Regions from separate parts of the Mus musculus genome. Here regions 2, 3, 4, 5, 6 and 7 are each linked to region 1. A link is a contact called in public HiChIP or PLAC-seq and promoter capture Hi-C data. All regions are on one chromosome and are shown on one strand. Each heading gives the region's core, a stretch centred on a gene start, on an enhancer-like site or on the middle of the called end of the contact. The rest is flanking DNA. Distances are from core to core; before and after follow the strand shown. Region 1 holds the start of Hmgb1 (high mobility group box 1). Region 2 overlaps Gm15997 (predicted gene 15997). Region 3 holds the start of Tex26 (testis expressed 26). Region 4 holds the start of Medag (mesenteric estrogen dependent adipogenesis). Region 5 has its middle 5.1 kb from the start of 2210417A02Rik. Region 6 has its middle 5.3 kb from the start of Gm35704. Region 7 has its middle 12 kb from the start of 4930505K14Rik.

Region 1 (2,807 bases), core at 172-2,671:
CCGAGGTTGAGGGGGGCTGCGGCTCCGGGCGGGCCCGAGGCCGCCACGTGCGCCCGGAAGGCCGCACGCAGGCTCGCGCCGCCGCCGCCCCCATTTTGTCGGGCCCCGGAGCAAGGAGAGAAGAAGCCCCGCCGCTCGAAATGGGGGCTGGCTCCGCCCGCGGCCGCCAGGGCCGGGCGCACGGAATGGCCGCTGCGCGTCTTCCCCGCCTGCGCCGCCGCCGCGAGGGCGAGCGCGAGCGAGAATATGGCTCCTTCCCTTTGTGTGTGCGCGCGTGTGAGTGTGTGTGTGTGTGTATGTGTGTGTGAGTGTGCGAGGAGACCGAGGCGCGCGGCGGGCGGGCGGGGCGCTGGCGCACTCGCCATGGCGGCGGGGGAGGGGCGGGGGGCGCGCGGCTCCCCTCCCCCCGCGGCCCCCGCGCCGTCTCCCTCCGCGCGCCCCGCCGCCCCCGCACGGAGAACGCGGGGCCGGGGAGAGAGAGAGACTGAGAGAGAGAGAGAGGAGAGGAAGAGAGGGGAGCGAGAGGAGAGAGGGGGGGAAAAAAAAAAGTTGCCTCAGAACTGCTGCGCCCAGCTTCCCCCGCCCGCCCGCCCGCCTTGTTTTCTCTCCAGCCAGCAGCGCCCGGCCGAGTCAGCCATGTTCCAGCGAGCGCAGCGGCGCCGCTCCCCCCCACACGGCCGCCCCGCTCGCCCGCCGCCTCACCCGGCCCGAGCCGCCCCGCACGGCCGCCCCCGGCCCACCCGCGGCCGCCCTCGCCCGCAGCGGCGCCCCGCCCGCCGCCCCGCGCTCCCCGCCGCGGCCGCCCATACAGCGGGGAAGCGCCGCTGCCCGCCGGCTCGCTCGCTCCGCGCACGCCGCCTGCCCGAAACGCTCGGCCCTGGGGGCCACAAACACGTTTTGGGGAAAAAAAATTTTTTTTAAATAATCCGGAACACGAACACACACACAGGCAGACACAAAACAAAAAAAAAATTTTTTTTTTTTTGCGCCAGTGAAGCGCGGACGGCGCCGCGGGTGTGAAGTGGCGGCCGCCTGAGGCCCCGCGACTCGGCTCGGCTCCGCTCGGCGCGGCACGGCGCGGGGCAGCGTTCGCGGCAGCGGCCGGCGGAGCCTCGCTCCGTGCGCAGTTCCCCCCACGGTCCCCCCTCATTTGCCTTTGTGTGGAGCCTGACCCGCCGGCTCCGGGCCGCGGGGATCCGGCCGCCGCGCAGGCGACCAGGCTACCCGAGGCGCTCTCCCCGCCGCCGCGCCGCCCCGCACTCACCCTCCGCGAGGCACAGAGTCGCCCAGTGCCCGTCCGGCTCGCGCTTGCCCCGGCGCTGTCTCTATGGAGCTCAATGTACTGCAATGGCTGTGAGAGCGGGAGCCAGACGCAGCCTCCTCACTCTCTCCGCTCTGTAACATTACTCTCCAGCCAGCGCGCCTCCTATTGGCTACCGCCAACTCACCAGGCCCGTTCATTGGCCCGTTCCCTCCCATTGTCCTGACCAGAGCCCGCGCGCCATTGGCTGTCTGCGAGGACACGTCACCGAGGATTGAAACAGCGCGCAAATCTGAATGTGTGTGTGTGTGCCGGGCCGAGAGGCTGAGGCGGGAGAGGCAGCGGCAGAGGCAGCAGCTGCTACGGGAAAGCGGAGCTCTATGGTGTCTCTGTGCCTGCGCCTGCCCCGAGCCAGCCCCACGCCCGAGCCGCGGCGCGCGCGGCCAGGGCCCGGCTCCGCCGCAGCCACGGCTGCGTCCCCAGGCCCGGGCGCCTCCCCGCAGGCCCGCCCCCCCTCCCGCTCCACGCTCCCGCCCCGAGCCGTTGGGATGTGCGGCCCGTGCTTGGGGATGCCTCCCCGAGTGGGGTGACTGCTCGGGGGGGCCTGTGGCCCAAACACGGGGGCCTCTGCGGGCTCCGGGACGGCCGTGCTGCTGCAGCCCACCACAAGACACCCCTCCCCGGGACTGCCCGCCTAACGTGCCCACCCTGCCCAGAAGCCTAGTCTGCACCCGCCAGCAGGCGTCCAGTTGCACCCCTTCTTCTGGGTTTGCTCGGGTTTCCCCCAGTACTTCTCGAACTTTTTTTTTTTTTTTCCTTTTGGTGAGACACAAAGCACTGTTTTGAACTTCCCGGACACCAAAGCCTTATACCAGGGAATTAATGCACAGCCACTGGGGTTTGATACTGGCTGTTCTCAGAAAATGTTTGGGGGGGGGCCCAGCTAGAATTAGCAAGTTCTTTAAAGACCTCATTGCCCCACCCCCATACACACACATACACACACACACACACACACACACACACACACAGACGCTGTTTTCTGTGACTCGGTGTGGATTACTGTTAGAATCAAATGAATCTTTGTGATTGCTATCTTGCCTCCGATCACACCACTTAGTGCATACATGTACCTGCTCTAGGGTTACCAGACATTTAGGGCTACTGTTACCTGAGGGATTAGAAGCAGTCGGAGAGTGCTTGGGCCCAAACCCACAGGCCATGCTTTTTCCTGCTCTTCAAGTTGGCTGATCATTCTTAGGTATGCAGAGAAAAATAGCCAGGCTGGCTCTAAAGGCCACAGGCTTCCATCAATCTTTGATGAATCTAACAGCTCTTTCTTTCTGGTGAGCACAGCACCTCTCTTCACTTCAAAACAAATGTCCCCCATTTTTTTTTTTTAAAATCCTGGCTCCTATACACTTCTCAACTAAGAAACAAAGAATTCCTCCAAAATGCACTTGATCCAAGTCAAAACATCCAAGTCATAGATTCTGGGTTTCATTTCTATACCACTTCTGAGGCCCTATTATGTAATGGATTTGCT
Region 2 (2,807 bases), core at 92-2,591, 450 kb after region 1:
TATTTGTTCTATTTGGTTGGTTGGTTGGTTAGTTGGTTGGTTGGTAAGCTGGTTGGTTGATTAGTTGGTTGGTTGGTTGGTTGGTTGGTTGGTTAGTTAGTTGGTTGTTTAGTTGGTTGGTTGGTTTTGTTTTCTTAAACAGATCTTGCCTCAAGTGTATTAGTAAAAACAGCATAGGATGCTGGTCATCTGAAAATAGTGTGAGGTATGCCCACCACACCAGTCCATCTCTCTTTACATTGGCAGGTAGAACCCTTTTTCTATAGGGCCTTTACAGGGTTCTGGGCACACTGAGAACCTGAGCTGAAGCTAAAGCCTCTGCCGTGCTATGAACCTTGGACTTTGGTTGGTAGAGCCTATGGCCCTTACCATATAGCTTTGAATCCACTTCCCAAGCTTGGGGTGAGTGATGAAAGTGAGCCAGCTGGGTTTGCGACTGGGGCCCTTTGGCATCTTGGGCTTGACGGCCTTAGGCTTCACCAGGGCCTTGATGGCCTCTGTGGTATGCTCACTCCGTTTGCATTGCTGGCCTGCATCTTCTTCAGGCCTTTCTTGTTCTGAGACAGGGTTTCTCTGTGTAGCCCTGGCTGTCCTGGAACTCACTCTGTAGTCCAAGCTGGCGTTGAACTCAGAGATCCACCTGCCTCTGCCTCCCGAGTGCTGGGGTTAAGGGCGTGCACCACCGCCACCACCCGGCAGTGACTGAGGTTTCTTGATGCCATTTCTGTGCCAGTTTTTTGATTATTTGTGTGGTGTAGCTCTTGTGCAGACTTAGGCGTGTCTACACGGTAACCTGTGGCTCCCACAGTGCCTGGGACCAGAAGATAATGAGCAAGCATTGTTCTTAAGTGAGTCACTGTGCTCTTCCACGGTTGAGACTTTTGATTTATAAAATGAGATTAAATTATAATCCTGGTGAGAATTGAGGTGAAGGCCCACATCGTGAGGGTCAGGCATGGTACATGGCTAGAAACAACTGCCACCATTGTTGAGGTGCCCACTTCACTCCCAGACCACCTTTAGAGGAAGAGGGAAGACATAGGAAGAAAGGCAGACAGCTGGCAACAGAGCACCAGGCCCAGCTGAGAGTACCCTGCAGTAACAGCTCCCCAAGTGTGTGCTAATAATTCTAGTAATGCCCGAAAGAAGAGTTTTATACATTCCCTGGTGAAGAGAATTTCTGAAAACCAAAATGACAGAGGGCCTGACCAGTTGTCCCTTGCTCTCCAGGACAGTTTCTGCACATACCTGCAGCTGGAGTACTCGGAGCAAGCCAAGGCGGCAGCTCGGCAAGCGGAGGCCTCTCTCCTGCTGCCTGCCATTCAGCAGAGGCTGACATATGGGAGACCCGTGCTGCGCATTCTCCCTCTGCCCGATGACACCTTAATCACCCTCCGAGAAGACGGAACTATTTATTTCTGGTCCCTGCAGCTGAAGTTGAAAAGAAAGAAGCCGATTTTTGTATGTGATTTTCATTTGATAAGGATGCTGAGTGCCACGGTTTGATTTTATTTGCTATTTTAAACTGCTCCTTAAGTGGCGTGATTACATAAATTGTGCCCTTGAATATAATATATCCGCGGCAGATTCTGCGAGTCTAGGGGATGTGAATAAAATGCAAGCCCCACGAGGAGCCCGAGATAAATGCTTCTTTTTCGCTTCTAAATTCAGATGAAGTGATGAATTACGCAGGCTTCTTCAGTCATGTAATTTATCATGTGTCTTACTGAATGACAGATGGAACGGGATCCCCACCCCCTCCATGGTTGTGTCCGGGAGGCGGTTCTGCTAAGGTTTTCCATCAGAATCACTAATCAGAAACTCAGAAGCCAGCATGCATTTGGGAAGTGTTATTAGGAGAAAGAATGTCCAGCCCGTTTCTGCCCACCCCCTACCCATCTCATTCAACAAACATTTGAGCTCCTGTGGTAAAACAGGCTCTGTGCTGGGTGCTGAAGACAGAACGAGGACAGAACGTGCAGGCTCTGCCCCCAGGGAGCTTAGAACTAGAAGTTACAACTAAACTTCTCAGCCCCTTCTAGGGGAGAGCATTGAATTAGCTCTTCTAATGTACCAAGTTCCTCCCCTTGAAAGAAAAAATCAATTAAAGAAAACTATGGGGGTTGGAGAGATGACTCTGTGGTTAAGAGCACTGACAGCTCCTCTGGAGGACCTGAGTTCCATTCCCAGCACCCACATGGTGGCTCACAACCATTTGTATCTCTGAGGGGACCAGATGCCCTCTTCTGGCATCTGAGCCCCCCAAACACGCATGTAGTGCCCGTACATATATACATGCAGACCAACACTCATGCACGTGAGACAAAAGTAGACTCTTTTCAGTAAAAATGAAATAAGTTTAAATTAAATAAATATAGGTTTTTAAAGGCATATACATTTGTTTATTTTCACCTCTCAATTCTGTAGGGCAAGTCCACCAGCCGGAAGTCCCGCTGGGTGACAGACATTGTCAGCATGCCACAGTACAACAAAGTAATCGTTGGAACTGGGTAAGTACGCAAGCAAAAAGTGAGCAGTCGTGGTGTGAAGAGATGCAGCTCCGTGCCTGGGGTCACACAAGCACACACATTTGCAGTGTGAGGCCAGCGTTGGAGTCTTAAAGCATTAGAGCCCATGTGTGTAAACAGAGGTACACTTTGTGTGGCTTCATGCCGAGAGCTTAGAGGATGCTGTCTTGTAGAAAAGACTTCCGGAACCAAGGAAGGGCCACGGGAGGAAAATTAGTCTGAGTACTTTTCAAGCATACTTTATTTGGATTAAATGGTATATTTGTTTTCTTATTCATC
Region 3 (2,807 bases), core at 95-2,594, 390 kb after region 1:
TAGGAACCAAAATATTGATGGATTCTGAAAAGCCCCGAAGATGGTCTCATATTCAGCATCTCCTATTCAGCCGAGATTTAATTATTTATGTAAGATAAACAGGTCATCTCATTAATATGCAACCTCAATAATATGACGTCTCATTAATATGCAAATTTGCTTCATATCTTTCATAGATGGTAAAATTGTATGCACAGCAATGAATTGCTTTTTAAAATAAAGCTCCTCATGGTTCATTATCAATAAACATGTGACCTGTGTATTTGTCTTATATACCTTATATACTCTAGCTGGCATAAAAATTTCTCAGGCACAGTGTGATCACAAGTGGAAAAAAATTAAAAGCCACACTCTAACATGTATAAGTGGGTAGGATCAGCCGGCCAGTGTACAGTAACAAAGTGGCATCCTATGATTGGTACTAGGAATATAGTTTGGGATTTTTTGTATTTATTAAAAATAAGGTCTGGTGTAACCCAGGCTGCCCCTGGACAAACTATGTAGTGGAGGATGACCCTGCTGCATCCATTATCCCTCTGGACTCTCCGTAATTAGCCTGTGCCCAATGTTTCCCTGAAGTAACTAGACACTAGCTTAGGATGCTCTGGGTTGACCTCACACAGACCTGATGCCGAAACTTTTACCTTTCCCTTATACCACATCTTTCTCATCCTTGAGTGTAGTCGCTGTGTCCTACAGATTTCCATGCCAACCTTGCCCAATTTTGCTTACATTGAAAATTATGAATGGACACAAATTTGCGGTTGGGCGTCTGTCTGTCTGCTTCTGGGTTTTTAATATTCGGGGTATTTAATATTTTGAGACAAGGCATCTCTTTCCAGGGTTGGGCTCCTGCCTTAGCCTCCTGAGTTCTCGGATCACCGGTGAGCACCAGTATACCAGGCTAAAATAAACTTTTTTTTTCCAGCCTTTTCCAGTTTGCTCGTATTTGCCAATACATAAAACAATGGCATAGTATTGCAAGGACCAGAGCAGTGTCTCTCCACCTTCCTAATGCTGCGACCCTTTAATATAGTTCCTCATGTGGTGGTGACCCCCCCCCCAACTACAAATTGTTTGGTGGCTACTTCATAACTGTAATGTTGCTACGGTTATGAATTGTAATGTATAATGGTAACATCTGTGTTTCCTGATGGTCTTAGGTGACCCCTGTGAAAAGTTCGTTCGACACCCCCCACCCCCAAGGAGTCGTAGTCCATAGGTTGAGAACTATTGGATTAGGGCACTCCATGAAAGTCAGGAATCAGCGTGATGCGCTCACCCTCTGGGTCCAGGGGCGGAGACTGAGGCGTCTCCATAGCGACGCTTCACAAAGGCACGCGCAGAGGGTGGGGCGCAGAGCGGAGTACTACTGCCTTGTCAGGGCGGGAAGGCGACCTTTTGGGACAAGATGGCCCGGTATAGGAACAAGGTTTCGTGCCCTGCTCAATGTGACCCCAAGCTCCAGTCAAGTAAGACTGCCCACGCTGCGGGTCTGCGGGGCGTGGTGTGCTGTGTGTGCGGTGGAGTTGTTTTAAATAAGGCAGTTTTTTTTTCCCCAAGGGCATCAATCGTGAGAGGTTTGCCTCGCTTTTAGAGATGGCAGGGAGGCGCAAGTGAGTCAGGGAGAAAGATCAGCTGTCCAAAATCACACTCCTGTCCAGCCCTTTATACTCCCCTCTCTAAAACTCTGGGGTGTCCCTTTAAATACTTAAGGAAACCCCTGAGGAGACATGATAAAGCCACAGCTAGTGTCCTTCCAAGGACAACAGAGCCGAAGACAAATGAACAGAACTGGGGACGTAATGGAGGGAGAGAAGGAGTCTGGCTGGTTCTTTAAGTCGCAAACAGCAAATTCAGTGGGGCGGGAGGGAGGGGAGGGGCGGGATCAGCCGGCCAGGGCTGCTCTGTCTGCAGACTGGGCTGGGAGCTGAGCCCTTTTCAAAGGCGCTCTGCCAGGTGACAGATGGAGAGCCTTGCTCTGTGGTTCTGCTTGCGGCGGCGGCAGCGGGTTTACCAGCTCAGCGTTTTGCGTTGGTGAAGAGACATCACCTCCCCTGGCTGTTAGTTGCGACTCGAGTAGCATTATTACTGAGTGCACAGTCAGCGTATCCATCCCTTCGGAGCAATAATGGCCGGCTGCAGCCGTCTAGCCGAGCTGGCTAAGGGGCTGTGAGGATTCTTTAGAATGATGCTCCTAAGAGAACAATGAAGTGGGTGTTTACATTCCAATCTAGTTCTCTGTAAACGAAGAGTGGAAAGCTGGAGTGTGTGTGTGAGGGGGGAGGGCGGGAAGGAGCGTATTCAGTTAAAAAAAATGTTAAATGTTTTCAGATTCTATAGGACGGCGAGGTCAGGAGATGGAGGAGGGAAAAGCTCCCAGGATCCCCAAGGGCACTCCTTAATTTCCATTTCCCTTTTTCTAAACACTCTGTCTGTCAGGTATTTTCCTAGGCCAGTAGTCTCCTTCCTTGTCTGGAACAGATAAGAGTTAGGATTCCTCCTCTTACGGAATTGATCACGTACCCCAGGACTTCCGGTGCTGCACAAACTGCCAGGGACTCTACTGTCTACACTCAGTACCCAATGCCAAATGTTCAGACTGAACTATCCCGCTCTTGATCAGGCAGTTTCCATGCATGGCCCAGAGGCCCCTGTGCCTCAGTGTGGACAAAAATCACCTTCCTGTCCTCCTTGGAACCTTCCAGAAGTTGAGAGTACAATGAAGAGGGCCCAGGCTGTTAGAGAAGGAGCCCTTGATTGGTTACAGATCTCTTTTGTTCAGCCCTCACCTGCTGGGTCATCTG
Region 4 (2,807 bases), core at 201-2,700, 360 kb after region 1:
CATGAGGATGGCTAGATCTTCAGGCTGTCACCTCTTAACTATAAGCATAAGCCTTGCATTGTCTCCTGTCACTTATCCCAGCAACTCCATTTCTGAGAGGGGAGGGAGTGCAGAAAAGATGGAAAGTGTAATGGTGTGTTACCATAGTAAGAGAAAACAAAGTGATTTTAATGTTGCAGTAAAGGAAAGTCTAGACAAAGAAGAGTGCATTCCTTTGATGGAAAATAGCTTAGTGGTTTGAAATAGTTTACCAAGGCAGTGCTGTTTGAAACACAACGTGCTTCTTACCATCAAATGAAGCAAGCAGAATAAAAATTCTACAACACCTGGGGTGAGGGTGCTGGAGAGATGATGGTTCGGTGGTTATGAGGTGTGCATACATACATGCAAACACTCATACACACACACACACACACACACACACACACACACACACAAATAAAAATAACTTAAAACCTTCAAAAGTAAATGGCAAAAGTGAAATGTAGCAGAAATGCTTCTGTTTGAATCAATTAAACCCAGGCTCTATGGAGGCTCTCAGAGACAAACTGAAGATAGACTCTAAATTTTACCTCTCGGCGCTGCCTGGAGTCTCATGCCAGCTTACCGAGAGCAGAGACTCAGTCAATGTAATTGCTGGAACACATGCCTGCTCCTCTGTTAGACTACAAGTTGGATGATAACAGGGGTTGTGGTTATCCACCCACATTCTCAGGATTTAGCTTATTCTTCATCTTCTACTAGATAGGCTGGAAATAGTCATTTAATTAAATTGAAAGGAATAGTCTTTTCATCCCTCAGGAGACGTGTGAGCACGTAGCCAGAGCACTCAAATATTTATAAACTGAGCAAATTAACAGATTCTGGGACTAGGGCTGGGAAGGCCTGCTAGGGGACTTCCCGCTTGAATCCAAGCACAAAGCTGTCAAGGGGCCACCGGGCAGCGAAAAGCAAGAGGGTCAAGGTCTGGAGTGCACAGGGGATGCAGGAAAACCTTTTGGGAAAGTGGCAGGCCTTCATGGAAGGATGCTGGGTGGGAACCCGCTCCAGGAAGTGCTGAGAGAAGGAAAAGCTGGGTCATCTAGGTGGAGGTGGAGTGAGCTGCAGACAGATGAGGCATAGAATGGGGGATGTAGATACGGATGCAGCAACTCCCAGCCTAAGCTGACAGCCCCTGGGCCCCAGGTGGAGAAGTGGTCAGGAACGCTTTGTGGTACCTGAGGGATTAATCGGCGCTGAGCCAGGCCTGGGCATCTGTCGTGGGGAGGATGCTGCACCATGCAGTGTGGACCAGGCAGGGAGGGCCCCGCGCGGGGGCTGAGTGTCTGACCCGAGTGGGATGACTAAGTTAGTCTTGGCTGTGAGCAGGCGAGGTGGGAGCATGCCAAGTTATGAAACACTGATTGCTCTGCCGGAGCGGAGGAGCATCTGGGGTCCTGCCTGGGGGCCGGAGGGGCGTGCCTGGTGCCTGATAAAAGGGGCTGCGCAGCGCGGGGACCGCTTTCTCAGTGTCCTGCCTGCAGCGCTCCACAAGGGTGGGCAACCTTCAAGGTGACAAGAGGGCTCCTGAGCTACTTACTACTTGCACGCAGCCCAAGGTAGCTCGGGACAGACCACAGATTTACTCCTCCCACTTAGCGACCCTCAGGGTAGGAAGGGGACAGAGCCACAGCCTGAGTATGGCCACTGCAGCGTGCGAGCCTGTGGCCAGACCCAGCCTGACCTCCATTTCATCCGGGGAGCTGCGCAGTCTGTGGACGTGCGACTGCGAGCTGGCCCTGCTGCCCCTGTCGCAGCTGCTCCGCCTACAGCCTGGTGCCTTCCAACTGCGCGGTGAGCAGCTCCTGGTGCCCGGGCCCGGGGAACCCGCGGCCGCACGTGGGGGCTTCAACGTCTTCGGGGACGGCCTTGTGCGCCTAGAAGGGCAGCTCTATCGCCTCAGCAGCTACATCAAGAGGTAGGTGGCCACACCGTGTGCTCTAGCCTGGAGCAAATCCTCTATCTGGCTGCTGCCCTGTCTCTGGTAGACTGGGGACTGGAGATGGAGATAACCTACCTGCCACCCTACAGCCCGAACCCTCCTCCCCCCAGCCCCCAAGCAGGTAACTAGGGCGTTTTGCTGAGAATGTAGGGAGGATCGGGTGGGAAGCACACTCAGTCCCACCCAACAAGCTGGTGGCAAGTTTTTTCCATTCTGCCCTTAAACTAGGTCGGATGAGCTCAGTGTGCAGGCACAACCCTCAGGAGATGTCTTGGATGCGGATCCTCGCACCTAGCTTTAGTTATGAGCGAGAATAACTTTATGCAGCTGGAGCATGCAGATAGTTCATTTTCCCAGAGTAATTGCTCTCTCGGTGTTTCTTAAACCAAGCAACTATAGTGAAGAAGAAAAAGGGCCCCCAGAACCCCAGACCCCGTGTTGGCTCTTGGGTGAATAGACAGCTTGGGCAGAAATAAGGGCAAAGATAGCTTCGTGGTTTTTTGCAGAGCACTGTGAGACCCTGGCCTTTATCCAGTGGTCCTCAGGAGCTGTCGTGGCCAAGAGGACTCAGACGTCCATTGGTAGGCTTGAAGCTGGCAAGGATGTGGAAGCCAACTTTGATCTCAGCATTACCGGGTCACCTTGAAGGAATAGGGTACATGGCCCTCATCCATGTATAATAGGGTGCTCAGTGCCCCAGAACCAAGTGAGTCTGGAGTCTGAGCGATCCGCAGCCGGCCCGATTGTGAAGATACGATGTATTTATCACTGGGCTAGGGTGCAGCCAAAGGGCTAGACACTGCTGGTGCATTCTTCCAACTGCATG
Region 5 (2,807 bases), core at 219-2,718, 310 kb before region 1:
CAAGGCTGGGGGGTTGGAGGGCGCGGAGAGGCAGGAGGATCGAAAGTTCAAGTCCAGTCAGTGTCTGTCTCAAATGTCCCCAAGGTCTGAGGGTAGAGCTCAGCATTAGGGTGCAGGTGGCAAGGCTCTGGGAACTGTGAATTTAAGAAAGGTTCACTCGTCTTCTTCGGGTATTGTTCTAGGTAGCTTTCTACTTCTGTGATCAAACCCTGACCTAAAGCAACTAGGGAGAAGAAATGGTTTCTATCGTCTCTCTGACTACAGTCTATCATCAAGGGAGCCAGGGCTTTAATGAGCTCAAGGCTGGAACTGGAGCAGAACATGGGAGCAAGGGTGCTTGCTAGCTTACTTGCTTTCTGCCTTGTGTTTTCATACTTATAAGTCCAGGCCCACCTGCCTAGGGATGGAACCGCCCACAGTGGGCTGTACTCTCCTCCACTGATTAGTAATCAAGAAAATGCCCCACAGCCAGGGCGACAGGCCAATCTGATAGAGGCAAGTCCTCACCTGAGGTTTCCTCTTCTCAGGCGTGCCGAGTTGATACCAAGTACTAAGAAAGAAAATAAATTAGAGTTGCCTATAAATGTTTAAGAATGTGAGATGGGAAAATATCATTTTCTTCCATCCATCTTAGGTTCATTACTTGAAAACCAGGGAAACAACTACAACAAAACGGCTTTCTTCCACACATAGAGTCTTCAGCAAGCTATGAGTTAAACTGATAGATTGATAAGACAGATTATAGGGAAAAGGCCATATTTGATGACGCAAATAGACACCAGAGTTCTTCCTCCTGCAAACACAAACTTTGGGAAGGATCGGATACCTAAAGCTTCTATAGAGTTCCAGGGAGAAATAGAGGCTCAGTTTCAGGAACTGGAAGAGCAGAAGTGTCTCCTTACACAGACTGGTGTCTTTCAAATGATAGCGTTGTCTAGAGCCATCTGCCTCTATACTTCAGGAGTATGGCTTCTTTATGGGTGCAAATTCCTTTTACAGAGCATGTCTCAGAGCTCCTCAGAATACCCAGCTCAAAATATGGCAGAAAAGCCTGGCATGGTGTGTCCCGGTCCTTCGAGCCAGAGGCAGGAACAGGAACGACTCGGACACCAAGGCGGGTTCACACATCAAAGTCTTTACTTGTGGCTTTTTCTTTTACAGCTCTTTTCCCCAGCAGCCTCCTCTTCCTCCGTCCTTCTCGCAGCAAGGGGCTAAACTCCTTCTACTTAGAGCAAGGCTATATTCCTAACTCCAGGCAACAACATCTTCTCTTACTACTACTTCTACTCACGCTTCGGCTAAAACTATACTCCTTCTTCTACTGGAGTAGACTGACCTCATCTAGCTCCACCCCACCTCATCCAATCAGAATTCACACATGCTCCAGGCACAGGCTCAGGTCGTTCACAGATTGGCTGACAGGTCTGGATCACGAGGAACAGTCCAGCCTGGCAGGCAGCCCACACATGCAGCCTCACTGCGCATGCTCAGGCAAGGCAGTAAACAACTTGGTCCTTGCAGCCGCACTGCTTCCCACAATAGTGGCTCTGCCTTTTATCCCAGCACTTGGGAGGCAGAGGCAGGCAGATATCTGTGAGTTCAAGGACAAGCCTGGTCTGAAGAGTGAGTTTCTGGACAGCCAGGGCTACACAGAGATAACCTTGTGTCAAAAAGTAAAAAGGAGGAGGAGGAGGAGGAGGAGGAGGAAGAGAAAGGGATATTTGGGGGGGCACTTTTCCCTGGCTCCTACAGTGAAGTTTTAGGGTAACTGGGTTTGTACCCCAACAGAAATCATCACAAGAGACAGGTTAACATAGAGGAGTAGATATTTCTTTCTTTCCTCTTGCCTAGGTTCTGGCCAAGGTCCTAGCACTAAGAGACGAACATCCTTGATATAAAGTCACAGCTCTGTTTTAGGAAAACAGTTTAGGGAGCATTGGAATAGCTCAGTGGGTGAAGAAAGGCACTTGCTGCCAAGCCTGACGCCCAGAGTTCATTTGTCAGAATGAATGTGACAGAAGGGAGAGAAAAGACTCTCACCAGTTGTTCCCTGGTCTCCATGTGTGTATCACAGCACACACGCACATTCACAAAATATATAATAGGATTTTTATTTTTTATTTTATTTATTTATTTTTTTTAAGAAAAGGTTATGTTTTTATTCAAATAGGAAAACAGGAAGCCAGAGGGGGAGCCCCAGGCTGGGGTAAATAATGGCTACCCCTCCCACACAGAGCAAGTGGAAAAGGCCCCTACACACTCTTTCCTGTCGGTGTGGGTCTCCTCCTCGCTGCTGCACCACCCAAGGGGCAGGGTGCCATCTTCCCTGGGGTAGAGTGGTTGGTAGCCTGCTGCACCCCAGACTCTCCTCCCCTAGAGCTGTGGTCCTCAACCTTCCTAATGCTGTGACCCTTTAATCCAGCTCTTCTGGTTGTAGTAACCCCCAAGCATAACATTATTTTTGTTCCGATTTCATTACAGTACTTTTGCTTCTGTTAACAATTACAATGTAAATATCTGTTTTCTGATGGTCTTAGGCAACCCCGGTAAAAGGGTCATTCAAACCCTGGGGGGCGGGGGGTCGACCCATAGGTTGAGAACCACCACCCTAGCATGTCTTGAGGAGGTTGAATGGTTGGTGCTGGCAGCAGCAGCAATGGTGAGTGTCTAAGTGTGCACACGGAACAAAGGCCAATGCGACTGTCCAGAGGCGGTTTGTGAACACTGAATCATGGGAGGAGAAAGGGGCGGGGCTAGCCTTGCTGGCTGGAACAGTAGGCTGGCAAGGTGAGTGACCTAGGCGGAAA
Region 6 (2,807 bases), core at 191-2,690, 300 kb after region 1:
GCTAGGAGGAGGGAGACACTGGGGAGAGCAAGCCATTGGTGGGGCTTCGGAAGAGTGTTTGTCCGCCTGACCCCCCAAGCCCTGTGATCCCAATTACCCTTGCTCAACCCTCTTCACACAACTATGGGCTGAGACATCCAGTAGTGTGTGCCCAAACAAACCTTTCTTCCTTTTCAACTTGTTTCCCTTGGGTATTTTGTCACAGTAGTGGAAAGTAATTAACAAAGGGACTCTAGACTGATACCTGGTCAGGTTCTTGTGCACGCCAGGGCCGAGAGTCTGTAAAAATAGTTACTTGAATCTGTTGAAGGTCAACTATGTTTCTTCATGTACAGAGGTCCCGGCAGACAGTAGCACAGAGAAAGAGAGGTGTCACCCAGAGGGGACCTTGGTGGGGTGGACAAGGTACATGGGGACAGATCTTGCTATAACTCAAGTGTCTGGGGAGGGACACAGGGACTGTCTCTCCCCATCCCCCGTGGCAGTGACAATGTTTTGGTGATGGTGAATGGCAGTGGAGATGAATCTAGAGCTATGGTACCTTCCCCACTGGAAATGAGGTGAGGGAGGGCGTACTCTCCGATTGTGTAAATACAAGGCTGGGCCCTTTCTTTTTCTAGTCTTCTCTGATTGTGGGTTTTTTTGCATTACTTTTGACTTGCATAAAAACGTTCTTTCTCATTATTGGGTTTTCTTTTAAGTTTTGTGGGGAGAGCTGGCTCACCGGGATCCTGGACTAGTCTAGCAGGGGTACCCATCCTTTTGACATTGCAACATGGTCCTTGACATTTGTAAATAAGGTTGAGCGGCATTCACAGCTATCATGGGCCAGCTGGTGCGAGCCTCTACGGCTGGGAACGCCCATTAGTGGAGGGACTTTGTATTTAGTTTGGTTCTGTTGGGAATAGTTCTAGTGATGGGAGCAGGGATGGTTTGGGGCAGATTCACAGCCTTAGCTGAACCTCAGTTTCTTTATCCGTGGATTGTAATTCGTAGTTGGTTATAGCAGTTGTCGGAGGGCGTATACCAAACAAGACACAGGCACCAGACGTGGCAGGGCCCAGCTAGCAGGACTTCCCTGAAAGGATGCTTCAGGGAAGGTCCCAGGCACTGGAGACTTGAAAGGTGTGGTGGGGCGGGAGGGGACAGGGTGCTTGCTCTTTTGTTCCACTGGGTGGCTAGATGGCAGATGGCTTTGCCTCTCCTGGTGGCGAGGTGTGAGCGAACCTTGGCAGGCAGTACCCCTCCAGGCCCTCTTTCTATCCAAACCCCGCCCCCAGCCCCTCCAGGGGCTCCTGTGACACCATTGCCTGACTCAAAAAGCCACTGGGTCCAAGACCCGCCAGCACACAGACGGCCCCTTTGTCTCCCAGCCACACCTGACTGCTGCAGAGACAAGGCGTTGACGGGAGCTGCTGGCACTTGGCCAGGGCACTTTCAGTAGGGCCATTAGTCATGCCTCTTCCAGAAACCGCCTCATCCAGCAGCCATCAGTCTCTTGGCCCTGGGAGGCCTGGGCGGGTGTTTTTCATTTCCTCTCCGTGTTGATTTTTAAACAACAGCTGCCTTTTGGTTCCAGGGACCCTCCGGGTCAGTCCTGGGCCAAGTAGTCTATACTAGCCCAACAGGACTAAATGCCAGCCTCCACCGGTGGGAGCTGTGGGTCAGAGGGGTCCCCCCAGGAAGCCAAGGGCTCTCACCAGTCGGAGTCCCTGGGCAGCTTTTGTGTTCTGTCCTAGAGGCCTGTGTCAACCGTGGGCTCTGGGAGGTCTTTAGGATTCAGGCTATTCTTTGCTACCGGTTTTAGAAATGTAGGGAGCTCTGTAGAGGGAGGGGACCCCCATGGAAAAGATATGCAAGCAGCCAGAGTGCTTGTCTCAGTGTCCAGCACCAGTAGCCCCCAGAAGCCCAAAAACAGGGGGTTTGGAGAATGGCCTTTGCACTGGAAGGATCTCCAACTGGGGCTTTTATGTTAAGAGAGTCTTGGTACATGGAGCTCTTTATATTAGGGGAATCTTTACGAGTAGTCCTTGTTGGTAGGTGTACTGGCTGGTTTTGTGTGTCAACTTGACACAGCTGGAGTTACCACAGAGAAAGGAGCCTCAGGTGAGGAAATGCCTCCATGAGATCCAGCTGTAAGGCATTTTCTCAACTAGTGATCAAGGTGGGAGGACCCATGGTGGGTGGTGCCATCCCTGGGCTGGTAGTCTTGGTTCTATAAGTGAGCAAGCTGAGAAAGCCAGGGGAAGTAAGCCAGTAAGTGCCATCCCTCCATGGCCTCTGCATCAGCTCCTGCTTCCTGACCTGCTTGAGTTCCTTTGGGGATGAACAGCAGTGTGGAAGTGTAAGCTGAATAAACCCTTTCCTCCCCAACTTACTTCTTGGTCCTGATGTTTTGTGCACCTAAGACAGTAGGTAATCCCTAGAAAGGTGGCACTTTGGTATGAGGGCTACCATTGAGGGTCCCTAACTTCCTGGCATTGAGGAGCCCCTAGCATTGGGGAGGTCCCTGGCCCTGGGGAATCCCTGACAGTCTAAAGCTGGATTGTTGGTACAACCAAACATGAGAGATGTGTTAGAGTGTGTGCTCCCATGATCCCAGGCCTGCAGTGGTTCACAATCTTATTGTTTAGTTGGTCATAGCCAGGCGGCCTGTGAGGAAGGAAGGTGACTGTTCCCTCTGTGTGTGCACGTTAACCACCAGTGCCTTGCCTATCCATATCCTTTTCCTTTGCCATGGTAACTGGCAACTCTCTGGAGGAGTGGTTCTCAGTCTTCCCAACTCTGCAGTCCTTTAATACAGTTCA
Region 7 (2,807 bases), core at 94-2,593, 260 kb before region 1:
ATAGAGCGCCACCATAGCCCAGCCTCTCTGTCCTCTTCCTGAACCAAGAAGCATCCGGCTAGAGGGGCAAGACTGGGGAAGGTGACGTAAGACAAGATGCAAAGCCTTCTGGGACAGGCAGGTGCGGCCCGAAGCACTTGAGTCTCATTTCCCTCCAAAGTTACTGTTTCATACTACACTTGTGTTAATCCATGGTACTTTGCCTCAGAGAGACCATGTGTCTGCATAGGGAACCCCAGCTTCGAACTGCGGGCTACACATGCATGCTCCGCGTGGGAAAGCAGAATGCTAGAATGGCTGAGGGTTCCCATGGACACTTCGTCAATGAAACCTCTCGGGCAGTGTAAGGCCACAAGCCCTACCACCACTATCAGAAACACTGTGTATCAACCCGGAAACACACCCTTTCCCACACACATGGAGCTAGCCCAACTCTCTTCAGACACACCATGGTTACCGTGTTTGCAACCCTCCCCTGCCTCTATTCAATTTTCACTGGGGCCACTGTGTATGGGCAAATCTCTGGACGACTCTGTTACGTCATCATCCATTGGGTGCCGGGACTCGAACGCAGAACCATGAGCACACGCTCAGCATGAGTTGCACACTCCACACTCTTCACTGCCGTCACCACAGTTCCCTTTAAATGGAAGAGCTAGCCTTCAGCGGAGGCCAGGTCCCCTCCCGTTAGCCTGCCCACCCCACAGCTCCTTCCTTGGCTGCTTTTCTGGGTCAAAGCTTAGGCGCTGATACAGAGCAAAGCAACCTCCAGAGAGACAAGGCTGGCAAGGTGCTGTGATGTGAGACTCCCTCCTCCGCAGCAGAGGACTGACCCATAACCGTAACCGGACTGCCTCTTCCTCCCAGCCAACTTCTCCAACCTGGCCTCCAATAGCAATCTAATCAACAATCCAAACTCAATTCCAGAAGTGTCAAACTAAGACCCCCCACACACAAGAATCAATTAACATAAGGCAAGGCAGGGCAACCCCCATGCCCCAGCTCTCCCTCCTGTCTCCTTAAAACTTCAACAAACCCCTCCTCCCCCACCTCCCCCCATCCCAGCCTGCAATAGTACCAAAAGCAGATTGTGAGCCGGGAACCCCTGACACTGAGGCTGGAAGCTGTAATTACCCAGTGTATAATTTGGTTGCTAAATGGATTGTTTACAAAGGTGTGCATGATGAAATCACAGGCCTGACAGAAATGAGGCGGGCTGGAAGGGAGGAAGGGAGGGAAGGAGGGAGGGAGGGAGGCAATCATTAATGTTCCCCCTCCCTCCAGGCTGCCACCTGCCAACTGTGGCTGCTACCACCACTAGCTCCCTGACCTCACTGAGTCACCAGGGCCTCGTGTTCCATGACGTGGGGAAATACCTGGCCTCGCTCCCTCCCTCAGGTTCCATCTGGTAATGATTCCCCGGGAAGGCAGGCTTACCTCAGCATAGCAAGCTGACAAATGGAGTTCAGTTGTTACAGGCCCCTAGGGTTAGCCCAGGAGGAAAATGAGCCCAGCGGAAGCCCTGGAAGACCCGTGGGCCAGAAGAGGAGATCGAGGTCCCAGGGCTAATTCCACCTTCCATGACTAGGGAGCTGCCCTGGAAATCGAGCTGCCTCATGCTCTTTCCTCTGTGGGAATAATAAAAAACAGGGCCCCACCAGAGTACCGAGCATAAAGGAATGGGAAGAGGGTCAGCCATCCTCAGTAGAGTCCCCAGGATGTCAGCTCAGACTTCCCGAGGTAAGAGACATGACTGCTCAAAAGCAAGATGACATTTGAGTCTGGAGAAGATGGCTCAGCGGTTAAGAGCACTGACTGCTCTTCCAGAAGAGCACCCACATGGTGGCTCACAGCCACTGTAATTCCAGTTCCAGGAGGTCTAAGGCCCTCCCCTGGCCTCCACAGGCATTGCATGCACACATACAGTGCATAGACATGTGTGTGCAGGCAAAGCACCCGTCTACATAAGATAAGAAGTTTTTTTTTTTTTCAAGGTAACATTTGCTAGGACCGAGGAATGGTGGCCCACATGGGAACCGGGGGAAAGATGTAGTTGCAAACTGAACAGTGAGCTAACTGCAAAAAGGTGGAGAGGTCAGATAGTATCAAAACCAAGCCAAATGTCATTTTAGAACAACGAAAAGAAATGATCATAATCTATATACACTTATATTAGGGGGCTATAAGGATAAAGAGCCAAGAAATCACAAATAAATGAACATGTCAGGCATCTTCATTAGGGTTTTGTTACTATGAAGAGAGAGAGACCATGACTTTTGTAAGGGACACCATTTGATTGAGGCTGGCTTACAGGTTCAGAGGTTCAGTACATTATCATCAAGGCAGGAACATGGCAGCATCCAGGCAGGCATGGTGCAGGCGGAGCTGAGAGTTCTACATCTTGTTCTAAGGACAAGCAGCAGACGACTCCCTTCCGGGCAGCTAGGAGGGGGATCTCCAAGTTCACCCCCACACAGTGACACACTTCCTCCAACGAGGCCACACCTCCTAATAGTGCCACTCCCTGGGCCAATGACCCACCACAGTAAATGACCGAGTGTGGTGGGGCTCGCCTTCAGTCCCAGCACTCTGGAGGCAGAGGCAGGGGTCTCCATGAGTTCAAGGCCAGCCTGAGCTATATATTGAGTTCCAGGCTATCTGGGGCTACATAGTGAGACCTTGTCTCAATGGGCAACCAAAAGGAAGAGGAAGAGGCAGCAGTGGCAGCAGCAGCGGCATCAAAGGAGGAGGAGGAGGAGGAGGAGGAAGAAGAAGAAGAAGAAGAAGAGGAGGAGGAGGAGGAAGAG

The links. Promoter capture Hi-C pulls out the DNA fragments that hold promoters and counts their contacts. HiChIP or PLAC-seq counts read pairs in DNA pulled down with a chosen protein or histone mark. Capture Hi-C pulls out chosen DNA fragments and counts their contacts.
Region 2: an H3K4me3 HiChIP or PLAC-seq map of embryonic forebrain shows a contact between it and region 1, with 6 times the contacts expected there. The contact joins the enhancer-like site here to the promoter of Hmgb1 in region 1. A contact is called at or near these places in 4 of 39 promoter capture datasets (the SN4741 cell line, cranial neural crest, embryonic stem cells and 1 more), 4 of 484 Hi-C or Micro-C datasets (embryonic fibroblasts, nephron progenitors, stem cell-derived neural stem cells and 1 more) and 9 of 115 datasets of contacts at active chromatin or transcription factors (craniofacial prominence, embryonic basal ganglia, embryonic forebrain and 6 more).
Region 3: an H3K4me3 HiChIP or PLAC-seq map of forebrain shows a contact between it and region 1, with 6 times the contacts expected there. The contact joins the promoter of Tex26 here to the promoter of Hmgb1 in region 1. A contact is called at or near these places in 8 of 39 promoter capture datasets (the 3T3-L1 cell line, the HPC-7 cell line, cranial neural crest and 4 more), 1 of 15 datasets of contacts at CTCF or cohesin (the NIH/3T3 cell line), 1 of 484 Hi-C or Micro-C datasets (embryonic fibroblasts), 11 of 115 datasets of contacts at active chromatin or transcription factors (the SCID.adh cell line, craniofacial prominence, embryonic basal ganglia and 8 more) and 1 of 9 other capture datasets (adipose tissue).
Region 4: a promoter capture Hi-C map of adipose tissue shows a contact between it and region 1. The contact joins the promoter of Medag here to the promoter of Hmgb1 in region 1. A contact is called at or near these places in 8 of 39 promoter capture datasets (the 3T3-L1 cell line, 3T3-L1-derived adipocytes, the HPC-7 cell line and 5 more), 6 of 484 Hi-C or Micro-C datasets (differentiating embryonic stem cells, double positive thymocytes, embryonic fibroblasts and 1 more), 9 of 115 datasets of contacts at active chromatin or transcription factors (the SCID.adh cell line, craniofacial prominence, embryonic basal ganglia and 5 more) and 2 of 9 other capture datasets (adipose tissue and embryonic stem cells).
Region 5: a contact with region 1 is called in a promoter capture Hi-C map of liver, with 7 times the contacts expected there. The contact joins the enhancer-like site here to the promoter of Hmgb1 in region 1. A contact is called at or near these places in 6 of 39 promoter capture datasets (embryonic stem cells, hippocampal neurons, liver and 2 more).
Region 6: a contact with region 1 is called in an H3K4me3 HiChIP or PLAC-seq map of craniofacial prominence, with 4 times the contacts expected there. The contact joins the enhancer-like site here to the promoter of Hmgb1 in region 1. A contact is called at or near these places in 15 of 39 promoter capture datasets (the 3T3-L1 cell line, 3T3-L1-derived adipocytes, the C10 cell line and 12 more), 1 of 15 datasets of contacts at CTCF or cohesin (embryonic stem cells), 8 of 484 Hi-C or Micro-C datasets (the G1E-ER4 cell line, bone marrow-derived macrophages, embryonic fibroblasts and 4 more), 21 of 115 datasets of contacts at active chromatin or transcription factors (the 230-238 cell line, the SCID.adh cell line, a beta-TC-6 cell line and 16 more) and 3 of 9 other capture datasets (adipose tissue, macrophages and pancreatic islet).
Region 7: a contact with region 1 is called in a promoter capture Hi-C map of liver, with 2.0 times the contacts expected there. The contact joins the enhancer-like site here to the promoter of Hmgb1 in region 1. A contact is called at or near these places in 8 of 39 promoter capture datasets (3T3-L1-derived adipocytes, the C10 cell line, the HPC-7 cell line and 4 more), 1 of 115 datasets of contacts at active chromatin or transcription factors (pancreatic cancer cells) and 1 of 9 other capture datasets (adipose tissue).

Annotation. Positions count from the first base shown.
Region 1 is chr5:149,051,636-149,054,442 of GRCm38.p6, forward strand. Hmgb1 (high mobility group box 1) reads right to left here and starts at 1,422. Exons shown (of 5, transcript NM_010439.4): 1 at 1,265-1,422.
Region 2 is chr5:149,502,275-149,505,081 of GRCm38.p6, forward strand. It overlaps Gm15997 (predicted gene 15997), which reads right to left. Exons shown (of 5, transcript NR_045423.1): 2 at 1,249-1,431. It also overlaps a transcript of Wdr95 not described here. Among named protein-coding and RNA genes, the nearest start is that of Wdr95, 25 kb to the right of the region's middle. Within about 2 kb of position 1,342, at least 25 of the 459 cell types and tissues checked have an H3K27ac peak or open chromatin away from gene starts, as enhancers often do. A contact at or near this core is called in embryonic basal ganglia, embryonic forebrain and forebrain, where this site is marked.
Region 3 is chr5:149,438,316-149,441,122 of GRCm38.p6, forward strand. Tex26 (testis expressed 26) reads left to right here and starts at 1,345. Exons shown (of 7, transcript NM_029464.2): 1 at 1,345-1,472. The coding sequence starts at 1,412.
Region 4 is chr5:149,410,299-149,413,105 of GRCm38.p6, forward strand. It overlaps Medag (mesenteric estrogen dependent adipogenesis), which reads left to right and starts at 1,451. Exons shown (of 5, transcript NM_027519.4): 1 at 1,451-1,957. The coding sequence starts at 1,680.
Region 5 is chr5:148,745,508-148,748,314 of GRCm38.p6, forward strand. No RefSeq gene overlaps it. Among named protein-coding and RNA genes, the nearest start is that of 2210417A02Rik, 5.1 kb to the left of the region's middle. Within about 2 kb of position 1,469, at least 23 of the 459 cell types and tissues checked have an H3K27ac peak or open chromatin away from gene starts, as enhancers often do. A contact at or near this core is called in embryonic stem cells and liver, where this site is marked.
Region 6 is chr5:149,351,916-149,354,722 of GRCm38.p6, forward strand. No RefSeq gene overlaps it. Among named protein-coding and RNA genes, the nearest start is that of Gm35704, 5.3 kb to the left of the region's middle. RefSeq lists an enhancer at 244-2,452. Within about 2 kb of position 1,441, at least 153 of the 459 cell types and tissues checked have an H3K27ac peak or open chromatin away from gene starts, as enhancers often do. A contact at or near this core is called in the G1E-ER4 cell line, the SN4741 cell line, craniofacial prominence and 7 more, where this site is marked.
Region 7 is chr5:148,788,103-148,790,909 of GRCm38.p6, forward strand. No RefSeq gene overlaps it. Among named protein-coding and RNA genes, the nearest start is that of 4930505K14Rik, 12 kb to the left of the region's middle. Within about 2 kb of position 1,344, at least 76 of the 459 cell types and tissues checked have an H3K27ac peak or open chromatin away from gene starts, as enhancers often do. A contact at or near this core is called in liver and pancreatic cancer cells, where this site is marked.